2 separate regions of the Gossypium arboreum genome follow, and region 2 is linked to region 1. The links are chromatin contacts, called in public Hi-C maps. All regions are on one chromosome and are shown on one strand. The core of a region is the stretch at or near the end of the contact, and the rest is flanking DNA. Distances in the headings are between cores, read along the strand shown.

What was found. A called contact is a pair of places that touch in the nucleus more often than the background predicts.
Region 2: a contact with region 1 is called in a Hi-C map of leaf, with 2.9 times the contacts expected there. The contact joins two enhancer-like sites. A contact is called at or near these places in 2 of 5 Hi-C or Micro-C datasets (both in leaf).

Annotation. Positions count from the first base shown.
Region 1 is chr8:135,693,322-135,700,712 of ASM2569848v2, forward strand. No RefSeq gene overlaps it. Among protein-coding and RNA genes, the nearest start is that of LOC128296540, 9.5 kb to the left of the region's middle. Within about 2 kb of position 3,145, at least 2 of the 2 cell types and tissues checked have an H3K27ac peak or open chromatin away from gene starts, as enhancers often do. A contact at or near this core is called in leaf, where this site is marked.
Region 2 is chr8:135,914,487-135,921,877 of ASM2569848v2, forward strand. It overlaps the pseudogene LOC108467757. Among protein-coding and RNA genes, the nearest start is that of LOC128296667, 25 kb to the right of the region's middle. Within about 2 kb of position 3,280, at least 2 of the 2 cell types and tissues checked have an H3K27ac peak or open chromatin away from gene starts, as enhancers often do. A contact at or near this core is called in leaf, where this site is marked.

The DNA of each region.
Region 1 (7,391 bases), core at 1,895-4,394:
CCTCCTCTTAACCACCAAACCAGCAGACCCATTTTGATATAAACTTACAAACAATTAAACTTAAGCCCTTTGCACAAGGTTAAGGCTTTATTTATAAGAATACCAAAATTTGCCCTAAGACTTAAACTTAGGACCTGTCACACACACCCAGAACACTTAACCGCTGATACAAATACACACTTATATGTCATACATACAAGAAATCAAAAAATAAAATTTTAGGGCATTACAAACCAGATCACTATGGAGATATCTCTTGACTTTTGACGTCAAGCCTCCAACCATCTTGTTGTACCCTTCCTACAAGTTTCTTAATTGCTTCAAATTATTGCTGTATCAGCACATTCAAGTGCTAGATTCCTTTAAAAAAAAGTTATTTTTTTGAAATAGCGTCCATTTGGTAATAGATGTCGAAGGTATTGCCTTTCAATGAAAATTTTCTATTTTAAAATAATTTTCTGTTATTTAGTTTGTCGAAACCATTTTTAAATCGAGTTTTGAAAAATGGGAATCGACTTTAAGAAAAATGAAAACGAGAGTCGCCACCAATCTTTTTAGGTGTGATTGGATCACCTTTTAAAACATTTTATTTTAAAATCATCAGTCTTGGTCTACGTAATAAAAAGAACGGGTTCGGGAGTCGGTTACGTACGAGGAAGGATTAGCACCCTCATAACGCCCAAAAATTGGTACCTAATTGATTATCAAGTGTCTTTAATGTCAGAAATTTAAAAATTTTAAGATATAGTCCTCTTTAAAATATTTTGATTTTGAAAATTGGGGGTTCACTCGTATCAAGGTATTGACACTAAGTTAGCTTTTTGGAAATCTCTATCTCGAAACAACAAAACACCATATCCAGTAAGTTAGGACATATTGCTTTGAAATTCCAAGACAGTTGCTCGTATTTTGAAAACCTTTAAAAACTTAGAAGGGTACTTGATTATTCGAACTCAACGAGAAAAATTGCAACCCAATAAGTTAGGGCACTACTTTTCTCGAAGCCTCCAAACACCAAGTATTGCCTCTTTATTTTTGAAAATTTTGAAGTCCTTTTTTAAAAGAACAATACATGAAGGAGCATATTAACATTATGAGATGACATACAAGATGGCATATTATCATAATAGGTAAGTAAAAGCATGAATTTAAACAATATGATAGCAATAATATAAAGATCATGCATTAGATACATACATATAAAAATAATAAATGTAGCAAATCTTAATAACATACGTATAAAGATATACATAGCATATATTGAAGATAAATAAGCAAAACATACCAAGTAATAATTTAAAATGACATTTAATACCAGATGATATATACAATATAAAAATATAAAAGAGTTATTATATATAAAATAAAGTGAGGGATTGTTTAACAAGATATTCAGATAATAAAAATAAAATATGATATTTAATAATAAAAATAGTATTTAATATACAATATATAATATAATAACAAAAATTTAGAAAAGGATAATAATTATATATAAAATAAAAAAATATATTGGTTTAGAAAAATAATGTATAAAATACCAAATATGTAAAAGAATTTATATTTATAATAAAATAATTATATAATATATATAAACATAAGTTACAAAATAAGTAATTAATGATGAAATATATCTTCAAAATATATAATAATAGAATATAAGTAAAGTAATTATTAACATATGAATAAAAATAAGTATATAATACAATTTAAAATTTTTAATGATAATAATGTATAGATAAAAAACATAATAATATAAAATGACATAATATAAAATAATTATAATATATAATATGAAAGTATATACGTATATATATAAATAATTAATAATATATAATACAAGTAAAATATAATAATAATATATAAATAAGAATGTGAAATAATAATATTTTGTGAAAAAGTGATATATAATAACAATAATATATAATAAAATAATTATATAAAAATAAGATTAAAAAAACAAATAACAATATAAAAAGTTTTATATACATAATAATAATAGGAATAAATATATACGGTTAAATTTAAAGTTCAGCAAAATTTCAGGGGTGAATTTTTAAAAAAATAAAGCTGAATTAGGGTCCTAATTAAAACACGCGCGAAACAAAAGGGACTCATTGGGAAAATTGCCCTATTCCCAAAATGACTGTGTTTTAATCTTGGATTTAAAACAGTTACTGTAGGGACTAAATTAAAACTAAAACAAAATAATAGGGTCAAATCATAAATAAAGTAAAGCGTAATTATAAACGTAAAAAAGGTGGAAGGACCGATTGAGTAATTAACCCAATCCTCAAAAACACGCGGATCCTTCCCGGGTAACCGGGTCAACGCGCGGATCTTGATCCTAGAAACGACGTCGTTTTACCGGTGTTATAAAAGTAAAATCAAAGCTTAAAATTATCATTTTGACAAACACTAAAAAATAGAGAGAAATCTAGAATTCTCTCAGAGCTCCGGTCTAGGGCCATCACTGCTCGTCCTTGAGCTCTGCTGCGCGTGGTCTTTACACACCGACGTGCCATCCGAAGGACCACCGCACACGGTGGCTAAGGTTCGAAAAACTCTTCCTTTCCCTCGCCAATCGTCAGGTAACCTCCCTTTTCTTATAATTTCTTTAGTTATCTTTTAAAAAAAACTGTATATACATGCAAGAAGATGAACAGATGAGTAAAAAAATAAAGCAAACAAAACAATTCGATTACCTCAAAAACAGGAAACTGCCCCTTTTTTATTTCTCTTTTTCAAATGAATACAACTTTCCTCTTTCTGAGTGTGTAAATCTATGTATCTCTCTTTTTGTTTCTCTGTTTCTATATGCAAGCCTTTTATCAATGTACTTTGTATATCTTTTTCTTTTTTCAGCGTGAGTCCCTCCGTAATCGTTTTCAAGTTGAAGAGAGGCTTTATAGCCTCAGATTTTTACAATTTTAGGAAAGAAATCGAAGATTTCTTTCCATTTTTATTTCTGTTCTCTACTGTTTGTTTCTTTCCTTTTTCTGCTGGTTTCCTTTTTTGCTTGTAGGTACCGAAAGATCCTGTGAAGATTGTTGTTGATGCGAATCTGCCTGTATATCTGTTCGTGCACTGGTTATGGCTTAACCACAGTACAGTTTCTACTGTGAATGCGAAGATCTCGGCGTTGGCAGTGGAACGATCGGTGGCTGGGATGGTGCGTTGAAAGGTCACTGGAGAGGCGTTGATGGAGCGTTGAAAGGCCCTGAGATAGTGCATTGAATGGTGGCCTCGATTTTAGGAGTTGCAACGTCACTGGTACAGCATTGAAGGAGCCTTAATTCGGGAGCTGGACAGACGCATGGAGAAAGAGCTAGGGTTGAAAACCCTAGCTAGAAATTTTAAATTTTGGGCCTCTCGGGCCCTCATGAGTTTTAGGTCTGCTGTAGGTTTAAGTTTGAGTTTGAAAGTGATTTGGGCCTGTGTTTGGGCTCTTGTAAACTGGACTTTTAAATGGACATTTTAAATAAATAAGTACTTGTTTATTTAATTCTTTTATTCTATTTTCAGCCCGGTCAAATTTGGGCTACTACAGTCTCATCTCTTATTGAAGTAGAGGTAACTGTATCAGCAGCTACACTAATAGAAGAAGGATTCCCAGTCGATGGAACAATAGAAGAAAGATCAACATTATTAGAAGCACCCTAAACTTGAACTGAGCTATACACAACATCGTCAGGACTTTCCTCATCATCTTCGTTAAAGGCAAACTGGGCCCTCGACTATAGGGGAACCAAAACTTCGATTTTTTGACTATGTTATTAGATATTTTATTATTTATATAATATATGTTTTTAAGAAAGTTAATTTTCAAATAGGATATCTCGACACTCACAAATATCAAGTTCATCATTAATGTTATCGTTTGGTCTCAATAATTGGCGTGTGTTTATTTTTGTCACTAAACTACAAAAAACTTTCAATTTCATCACTAATATTATTGTTTAGTTCTATTTTGGTCACCATTTGTTAAATTATTAAAGAATTATTAACATAATTTTTTTTCATTTCTGTCGAAACTATTTTCAAATCGAGTTTTGAAAAATGGGAATCGATTTTAAAAAACGAAAATGGGAGTCACCACCAATCTTTTTAGGTGTGATTGGATCACCTTTAAAACATTTTGTTTTAAAATCATTAGTTTTGGTCCACGAAATAAAAGAATGGGTTCGGGAGTCGGTTACGTCGAGGAAGGATTAGCACCTCTAACGCCCAAAAATTGGTACCTAATTGATTATCAAATGTCTTTAATGTCGGAAATTTAAAAATTTTAAGATATAATCCTCTTTAAAATACTTTGATTTTGAAAATTTGGGTTCACTCGTATCAAAACATTGACACTAAGTTAACCTTTTGGAAATCCCTATCTCAAACGACAAATCGCCACATCCAATAAGTTAGGACACAACGCTTTGAAATTCCAAGACAGGTTGCTCGTATTTTGAAAATCTTAAAAACTTAGAAGGGTACTTGACTATTCGAACTCAACGAGAAAAGTTGCAACCCAATAAGTTAGGGCACTACTTTTCTCAAGCTTTCAAATACTAAGCATTGCCTTTTTATTTTTATAAAACTTTTAAATATTGTTTTAAATGACTTTTTAGAGTGACAATTCTATATTATGAAACATAGATATTCAAATAGAGTTTATTATAAAGTATTATAACACTTTATATAAATGCAATCACTATATAGAGGTAAAATAGAATAATAAAATAATCATGCTAAGCAAATAGGAATATACCAAAAAGAAAACATAATAAATGCACTAATTATATACAATATATCATAAATAAAACATTAAATAATAAAAAAACATGGTAAATATTAATGTGTAAAATATGTATGAGTAAAATAGATGAAATGCATAGCAAATGGATAAATAGAATCTACATAAAATATAAAATCCAATAATTTAAGTACACATGAATGGATTAATAAATAAAATGATACATATAATACAATATATCAATGTACATATATAAAAATATGCATTTGAAAGTAAATTATAAAAGTCTAAGATATTACATAACATATGAAATACATAACATAACAATAATACATTAATGCTAAAGTAAAACAAATATTGTATAATAATAAAAACATAAGTTTTAAAATATATGTATAATATAAACAATTGATAAATAGAATGAGCATATAAAAAATGTGATATTTAATAATAAATTTAAAATATAATATATAATAAAAAATATATTTATAAGAATAATAATTATATAAAAATATAAAATATATTGGTTTAGAAAAATAATGTATAAAATATCAAATATGTAAAATAATTTATATTTATAATGAAATGATTATATAATATATATACATGCATAGAAAATATATATTTGAAAATAAACTATATAAAAGGTTAAATATTATGATATATAAAATACATAATCAAATGTATAAAAGATAGGGAAAAAATATACATATTTGAAAAATGAAGAAATTAAAAATAAAAGAGTTGAAAAACTAAAATAGACGAAGAATAAATAAGAACAAACCATAGAGAGTAAGAACGCAAGAGGGAGAGAAATTTGAGTGAATGCTCTTCAAGAATTCTTATTGCTTCCCAAAACTCAAGTCCTTTACAATAAAGGGAGAGGCCTCTATTTATAGTTGAGCCTCCCTAAATCCAACGGTACAGATCAATTACATCAACGGTTAAGATCAAAGGATATCTACAAATTAAATCTCCAAGATTACAAAATCATATCTTCTAAGATTGTATATCATATCTAAGATTGCAATCATATCTAAGATTGTATCATATCTAAGATTGCAATCATATTTAAGATTGTATCATATCTAAGATTACATATCATTGAAGATTATATTTCCATATGAGTCAAGCTTGTAGATGAACCTTAAATCTTTTCAAGTAATGGGCCATTCTGATCGGGCCAAATTATATTTGTAATTCTGGACTGAACTTGGACTTTGTTTTTTTTTTTGGGGTTTATTATTTTAAATACTGAAATGGGCCGGGTAAAATTGAGTGTCTACAATTTCCGTACCTAATTATAACAATTCCATGTAATTTTCAACTGTATTAATGAAATTAATATTTTGTACTTTTTTACTGCTACTTTCATTTAAAGATTTGGAATCCTAAAATCAAAATTGATTTATTCCTTTTTGTTCATTTCAATGGACGCAGCATAGAATAAACAAAGAAGATAAAGGAAGAAGAAAATACCACAATTGATTTATCCAATATGATATTGGTTTGTTTTATGTGGATTAACGAGTGCTTTAACAATGCCCACAAGACATACTTTACTTTGAAGACAATGGTTGCATCGGAGCATGCGGCATCGGTTTATAGGCAAAATCTGGATAATTCATCTACAATTGTAAATATTGGCATAGGGATTATATTCCATTGTAGTCAATCAAGAAATCCTCCGATTGCATTGGCACATTCATAAGGATCTTCTTGGAATGTGGATACATATCAATGTAGTAACCATAATCTCATAAATACCACAAGCCTGCACTTGTTGAGTTTCCTACAGTCAATTATTGAACAAGAGGTTAGTTAAAAGTTTTTATTATTAGGAAAAGAAATATTTACCTCATTCACTCTTTTGGAAACCCTTATTTGAATCTAAAGTGTTTTAAATGTGCAATCATGATCGGAAGTTAATGAAACTAAAAAGAAATAAAATGATTGACACCAATCCTCAATAATAGCGCCAAAAGTTGTATGGTTGTTGTGACTTACAAAATTAAATTCTTATCAAAAAAAATAAACTTGCAGATAATTGTGAGTAGGGTCGTATCCACAGAGACTAGTGATTGTTCTAATTCTTTAATAAAACAAGTAAAGTAAAAAATAAGGATATTAAAAACTAAAATTAAAGTTAAATCTATGTAAAAAAAGATTGCAAAATAAAATATAGCAAAATCAATATAATGAGAGTCTAACCAAGGTAAAATCTCAATTTTAATTCGTGAGTTTGATCAATGATACAAATATAATTTTAGTGTTTTTAACAAATTAGTTATAGTTGCCCATGTTGCACCTAGCATTAAGAACTCTATAAACAATCTCTCATTACCTTTCGATAACCAAGAGGAAGCTCGTTGAAATTATTCCCCTTATCAATAAATAACCCTATATAACTTTGTGCCTAGGATTTAGCTTACCGATAGTATAAAGAATGAGAGAAACTTAATTCTAATCAACAAACGCACACCAATAGAGTTCATTTAGATTAAATCGGGTATCCACATAACATGAATTGCATACATAGTTTATATGTAATCATGTTATTTGTCACTATGTTCTAAGCAATTGAATATGGTACCAATATCCAACAAACTTGAATATTTGTAATTAAAATAGAACACATGCAAACGCT
Region 2 (7,391 bases), core at 2,030-4,529, 220 kb after region 1:
GTCAAAGTAACATAGCCTTGAGAAGCCCTGACAAAAATGCTCCATCATACACCTTCTCTAAAGACCAAATCTAATATCATCAATCATCAAACTTACCAACAATTGTAAATAATAGTCATTTCTTCTACTAAACTGCTCTGAACGCGATATTCATTATGAAGCTTTGACCAACCTAAACCATCTAGAAAGAAATAGTTCGATTCCTAAGTTTTGAGGCCAGCATAAACCTTCAACAATAGATTCTTGGCAGGATGTAAGAAATAAAGCAGTCGATAGTGCATGAAGAAATCTCAAATCCATTAAAGATGACCATTACTGAAGCCTCTCAATCCTGCACTAAATGAAGCACACCTAGTCTATATTTTACTGGGGTAGAAGTTCTCTTAAAGAAAATTGTAAAATTAATTAAGAGGGGCTAGGGCTGAAGGGCCGTCTCTTTATTTCCTCCCCAAGGAACAAAAACTTCTAACTGCATAGCAGATAATAGGGAAGTTTGGACTAACAGGACAATCAAAGATAATACAGGTACTTAAAACATATTAGCCTAACCAAACCCAATTTATGATGCAAGATCTTTAAGTCATGATCTCTTAAATGCCCACTCTAAATGAGAGTAATAATCATAACAGAAGAAAACAATATAATAAGAAGTAATGAGAATGTTCATACTGGACGTAAAGGAAGTCCCATTGGGCTGAGGACGCAATTTGTTTGTGGCACAACCCTGTCTCTAGGATGATGATACCTACAAGATGATCCAAATTTACAGTCCCCAGTCCTCAAATAGTATTGGCATTCAGGTTCACCAGGTCTCTCTGGAAATGTATGTTCCTTCTGGTTACTCCTTGAAAGGCCAGTAGAAGAGGGCAATGAGGAATAAGGACCTGCAAGTGAAGGTGTTGAAGAAGATAGGTGCGTTAGTCCATAGAGAGAAGTTGCTCCAGCAGCAGGTTGTGCACCAGGAGAAAGCACTGGGCTTACAGGTGCCTGCACCAAGTAAGCCAAAAAACATTCAGGAATCGCATATAGTCTTGATATATCTTTTAATGCAACTTGCTGATCACCCTACCAAGTAGTGACTCCAACCCGGAATAGGAACCACTCCTGGGGAAAACAGTACAGGACCATAAGCCCCCCCTTGAACGTATGAACCAGGTAAAGGTGGAGGCCTTGCCACTCTCACATTGGTAGATGCCCCCCCATACTGCACCGGCTGATAAAATTGAGGTGCAGATGCTGACATTGATGTTCCAGATGGTTGAGGATGATGGAATTTACAAGTAATACCAAATTTGCACTGCCCCGTTTTCAAATAGTAGGAGCATTCTTTCTCACCCTGATAATGGACGTGCATCAAATTGATGCCTAGTTGTTTTAAGAATCCTAAAAACATATGAATAAGAACTGAGGAAAAAGCAAGAAAAGAGACTATACAAACCGGTCGTAATGGGTATCCATGCATGTTCAATGAAACATGGCTAAAGGATCCACCTCCATCTTTTGGATGATGGAACTTACAGGATGCACCAAATTTACAGGTTCCGGTTTTTAAATAAAACTGCACGTGCAAAAAGAGAAAAAGGAAAAGAAACAAGTTAAAAAGAGAGGTCTTTGCAGCTTTAATTAGCAGAGTTGACTCACAGAAAAACAATTTTGCATTTTTCAAAAACTAATTTACTCTTCTACCTGACATACAGGTTCCCCTGGTCGTTCAGGGTACTCCCCTGTTGCTCTTACTGCAGCCTCAACCTAAATGGCATCAGAACCAAATAAAAATAAGGGATTCAACTCTTGAAAAAACCTTAAAGCTGAAAACGAGATAATTCCTGCCTCAGTTTAAAACAACAGGCCAGATGACCGAAGTAAATTCTCTTACATAGCCCAATTCTATCAAGGACTATCCTCAATTCATTTTTAACTATAAATGAAGGTAGCAAATAACTTATTTGAATCATGTTATTCTATTTCCTTTGCAATAAATAAAGAACACCTGAGTTTCAACTGTTAATTTGAGGTAGGTCCAAGAAAAACAATTCCAAGGTATACTTCACTTGATTCTCTTACCACATAATAAAAAAAGAAATCTTTTGCTCAAAATATACTGAAATAACATCTACCAACTTGCTTGGCATCTGATAGTTTGGTATGAAATAGAGTGTAAGACATGAGCCAACAGAATGACCAATGTTAGGGAAGTCGGTAAAGAAACAGACTTAAGTTGCAAGTCACTCGAATCATTTAAACTCGGAACAGAGGATGTCAAGCATAACTTCTAAATTGTAGTTTCCTGTTTCTATTTAAAGGGAAACAATGCATTAAAAAAGGCATTTGCATAAAAGCCCCTTCACATGATAAGCAACAAATATATATTATATGAATGAAATTATCAGGAAAACATAATCAGTAATGATTGTTATACCCATAAGGACTCTAAGGATATTTTAGTAACTACCTGCTACTTATATGCCTTCTGTATAAGGTGATAGCCTCCATAAAGGCAAGCAAGGGTGACTCTCTACATTTTCCTCTTCTTTTATGTAGATGCTCCCTCAAATTATGGAGTAATGACCGATTTGAGCTCCATGGTACATGCCAGAGCACCAAGCACACGCCGACCATTTTAATTTTACAGGTTTCCTCGACAAAAGATTACAACCAATTTGGGCATGACAATAATAACTACCATATAAGAGTTTTCTTTCGATATTGCGGTATACATAGATCATAGCAGGGAAGGTTGCTTCAGTTATGCACTATTATTATCAAAATGTACCATGATTAAACCGCATTGTTCACTTCCATTGTTCTTAATACTAAGTTCACTCAGTTACACAGTAAAATTCTCAGACAAATTAATCAATAACATTTCAATGCTGAATCAAACATTGCATACAAAACTAAATAAACTAATGATTGAAAATTTTACCGCGGCACGGTTGCGGGGATGATTGTAACGGCAGCTATTACCGTAACCACAAAACCCCGTTCGCATGTAGTAAACGCAATCAGTCACCCCGAGCCGTTCCGGGTACGATTCGACGCCCCTCACCGACAATTGCCACATCGATTCTGTACCACAACAAAGAAACACGAATAAAACCCTAATTCGCTCTCCGCATTATTAATAAAAAAAAACCCTAAAACAAGGTTTACCAGAGAAACGTCGTCACAATGCGAGTAGAAAAAGGAAAAGAAAAAATCCATACACATTGAAATGAACGAAAAAAAATACCTTCCAGTCCAGTTTCGGGCCCAGCGGGGCTCCATTCGGGTTGATAACCGGATTGAGACCCATTACGAGTCGGGTTACGACCGTACAACTCCATCGAAACAGGATTTGATTGTGTGGGTGGGGGCGAGGGGGGTCCGTAGAACAATAATAACCTTACCGACTTCGCCGGAAAAAAAAATCAAACAAAAAAAGAAAATGGAAGGCTCCACGGAGATAAATGGAATGTTCTAGAAAGATCGAAAAGAGCTCAATCGAGAGCTGAAATTTGCTAAGAAGAAGAAGAAGAAGATAGAAAAGAGATTCCTTTTCACTATGTGGGAGCTTTGTTTCTTTGGCTCTCTCAAAAATACCGTACGGTTTGATTTTCGGAGTTTTTCTTTTTTTAATTTTAGCCTTGTTTGATTATTTTATTTATATATTATTTATTATTTATTTCGTACCCGCCAAATAAAGCGCACCTGCAAAAATTGGTAAACATTTTCGGAACAGTGGTTCGGACATTTAAAAACAAAAAGGTAAATTCCCATTAATGGTCCCTGATTTATGTATTATTTTATATATTAATCTTTCTACTATAATTTTATCATTTCTAAATGTTTTGTTGTTCAAAATCTAGGTTTTTGTCTGAATTCCTTCAAGTAATTTGACATTGGATCAATTTTTTCTTAAATATATCATGATGTGATGCGCCATCAGACAAACTTTTTTTCGTATAAATTGACAGTTATTATATTTTTTTAAATGTGCAAAAATTTGTTCAACTATATAAAATTGCTAAGTATATGTATTACGTCATCACATGTTTAAAAAACATATCAATTTATCTAACATAATTAAGGAAAAAATTAACCTCAAGATTGAAAATACATATTTCAAAAAATAAAATAATTAAAAAGGATCAAATTATAATAATGAGACTAAATCTGCTAAGATGCGCATAGTACAGGGACTTTCGCATGAAATTTGGCCAAACAAAAGCAGGTAACCGACACTTGTAATAACTGAAATTACCGTTGTAACCCTTAGATTTTGTTCGAGCCTTGTTCAACTTCTGGCTGGTTAGTGCTGACGTCAGTCCTGCTTCGTTACATTTCATAACTTGTTACATCATCCTTTTTTTTATGATGATTATTATTTAATTTATTTAATCTCACCCTTAAAAGGTAGATATTTATTTAAAAAAGATGGAACTGTACTACCTCATCCTCTACCCTTAATATTATATAAAAATTAATCATATAAACACATCTGATAAATAATATTAAATACGTTACAATTGTACATTTTATTATCATCAATTATGAATTAGTGTCGAGTTGATTATGCAATACGTCGAAATTAAAATAAATAAATAAACTAACTTATAAATAAAAGATATTTCAAAGAGGTAAATATATCATATTAAGAATATTAAATGCACTCTAATTGTTTATCATGATATTGTTATTTTTCTATAAGATGTTAAAAAGTTAACAAGTTAGTGAAAAGAAAATTCAATATTTAAATTTTATTTTTAAATAATTAAATATGAGGTTGGCTTATGATACTAATACAATTGGTGACATTATTTATACACACGTATGTCCATGTGACCAAAACTTGATGAGAGAAAACATTTTATGTTAAAATTTAATATTTTTTAAATTTATTTTAGAATTATTATTAGTGTAGTGATAAATAATTTATATATAAATCTATTAAACACATATTCAATTCTTAAACAGGTTAGTTTTAATTTTTATTTAAAAACTATATAAATATATGAAATGATAAAAGGTCATCAAAATAGTAATAGTAGTCATTTAATAAAATAGTATATTAGTCATTTTTAAGCGAATTGGTACATGATTAACTTGTAACATTAACTAAGTAAATATTTTATTAATAATATAAATAAATAGATTATGACGCGTGAGTGAAAAACAAATATTGTTTTTGAAAAAAATTGTAAAATAATGGGAATTTGGTTAAAATAATAAAGTTCAAAATTTGTGGAGCAATTTCCATTATATGTTAGTTATTGGTAATTTATCACGGATGCCTTTATATTAGGAATCAGATTGCATTTTATCATTTTTACGAAAAACTGGGTAAATTAACCTTGCACATTAGATCAAAGTCCAAGTTGGTCATTCTATTAAAAATTTTATCAATTTCAACTGTTAGAAATCAATTCATGTATATCAACATGAAGTACACGTGGCACGTCAAATGTAACTTTCTGATATTCCGTCAGCTACATCAATTTTTAAGAATAGAAATGGATGAAATTTTTAACAAAAAGAATCGGTTTAGGCTTTAACCTAACATATAGAGATTAGTTTGCCATTTTTTGAATAAATGGATCAAAATGTAATCAAACTCCCATTACAAGGACCTCTATGGTACTTTTACTATTAGTTTTTATTGGATAATATCATATTTGGTATTTGGGCTTTGTCAACTCTTCTAATGTGGTACCTAAACTTTCAAAAAAATAATTTTGGTACCAAACTTTATTGTCATTTATCAATGCGGTACATTTAACTAGCAATGTTAATTATTGATATGTGTTAGTTTTTGTCAATAATTTTTATTTTAAATAATGCTCCAAGGACCTGAGATTAAATAACCAAAAATTTTTTTTTTAATCTTCACCTTTTTATCTTCAAAACTAATTATTTTTAATTAAAGTAAATTTAAAATTTAAAAATTAAAAATTAAAATTACCTTTTTTTGTATAAAACAATAAGGGTTAAGATCATAAAAACCAACAAACGCCTTTGAAGCACATGTAGGTGTAGGCTGTAGCCCATCGTTCGGTTTTCAGGATAAATGGTTGTTGTCCATTGGCTCATCTTGTATGGGACGAATTGGAGGAGATCCTTGATGTCACCAAACGCTGCTTGGAGCTTCCTTTCTACTTTTGTATGCCCACGTATGATATTCGACCATTTTTTGTCACCTCCGAGAAGCCTATAGACAGAAATATTATGATATTTAGTGAAATAAGGATAGAATGGAGAGTGAGAAGTCCGACCTGGTTTTTGCAAGCAATTTTGTAGCTTTGAGTGGATAGAAACTATGAGAATTTATGGTCTTGAATAATGGAAAATCTGTTAGCCATGCTATCACCTGCAATAGATTAGGGTCTGCATTCGGTCAGTTAAAATTTTTTATCTCAAAAATTAAATAAATCAAATTATACATGTAAACCGAATAAACCAAATCGATTTAGGAAGTAAAATTAAATGAATCGAACAAAAAATTATCAGTTTGATTCAGTTCCATTTTCAGTTTTTGGATGGATAAAATTCTAATTGAAGTAGTTATAATTTTATTTCCTTTAATTTTTTCACATAATTGTCTTTTTCTTCAATCTAGTATATCGTATTATTTTTAATTTTATTTTTATTTCAAATTCATTATAAAAATATTAAAAATTAAATCAAATAATTTTAATGAACTGAAGAAATATTTTATTTCTCACATGACCAACATGCAATTTCATGTCTTCTACTATTCTTAACTTGTATATATAAATTTTGGTTTTTATATATTAAATGATAAAAATTAAAATGAATATCATAAAAATTTTAAGTTATCAATTGGGTTTTAAATATTAATGAAATTGAGCTTATACAAGCATTAAGTTTTAATGGATATTTGGGCTTAAGGTTTAAACTTGGGTTTGAATATGTAATAGGTTATGGGCTTATGGCCTTATGGCCTTAATATATTTATTCAGTTTAAAATGTACCGTACAAACTAATTAAACCTAAAAACTGAATAAACTAAATTTTTTGGTTTTCTGGGTTTGGTTCATTTTGGCTTTTTCGTGTTTTTTTTTTTTTTTCACTCCTCTGCAATGGACAATGCGAAGAGAGAGTCCGTTTGGAAAGGGGATTTTCAAAAGGATCCGATCTTCGAATTCTTGACTGATGCCTTTGCAAATTTTCAAAGGGGAAGGCATTCATTATAGAATTATGGAGATTTTGGATCCTTATGATTACTCTTATTGTAGAAGGATCAGCCATTTTGAAGATGAGTTCATTTATTAAATTTCAAATTATGTATAGGGTGTAAGCCATACAAGTTTAAAATATCCTTGAATTAAGAGAGTGAATGTTGTTTGAGTTGAGCCACTAATGAAACCATGATGGCAAAGAAGAAATACGAA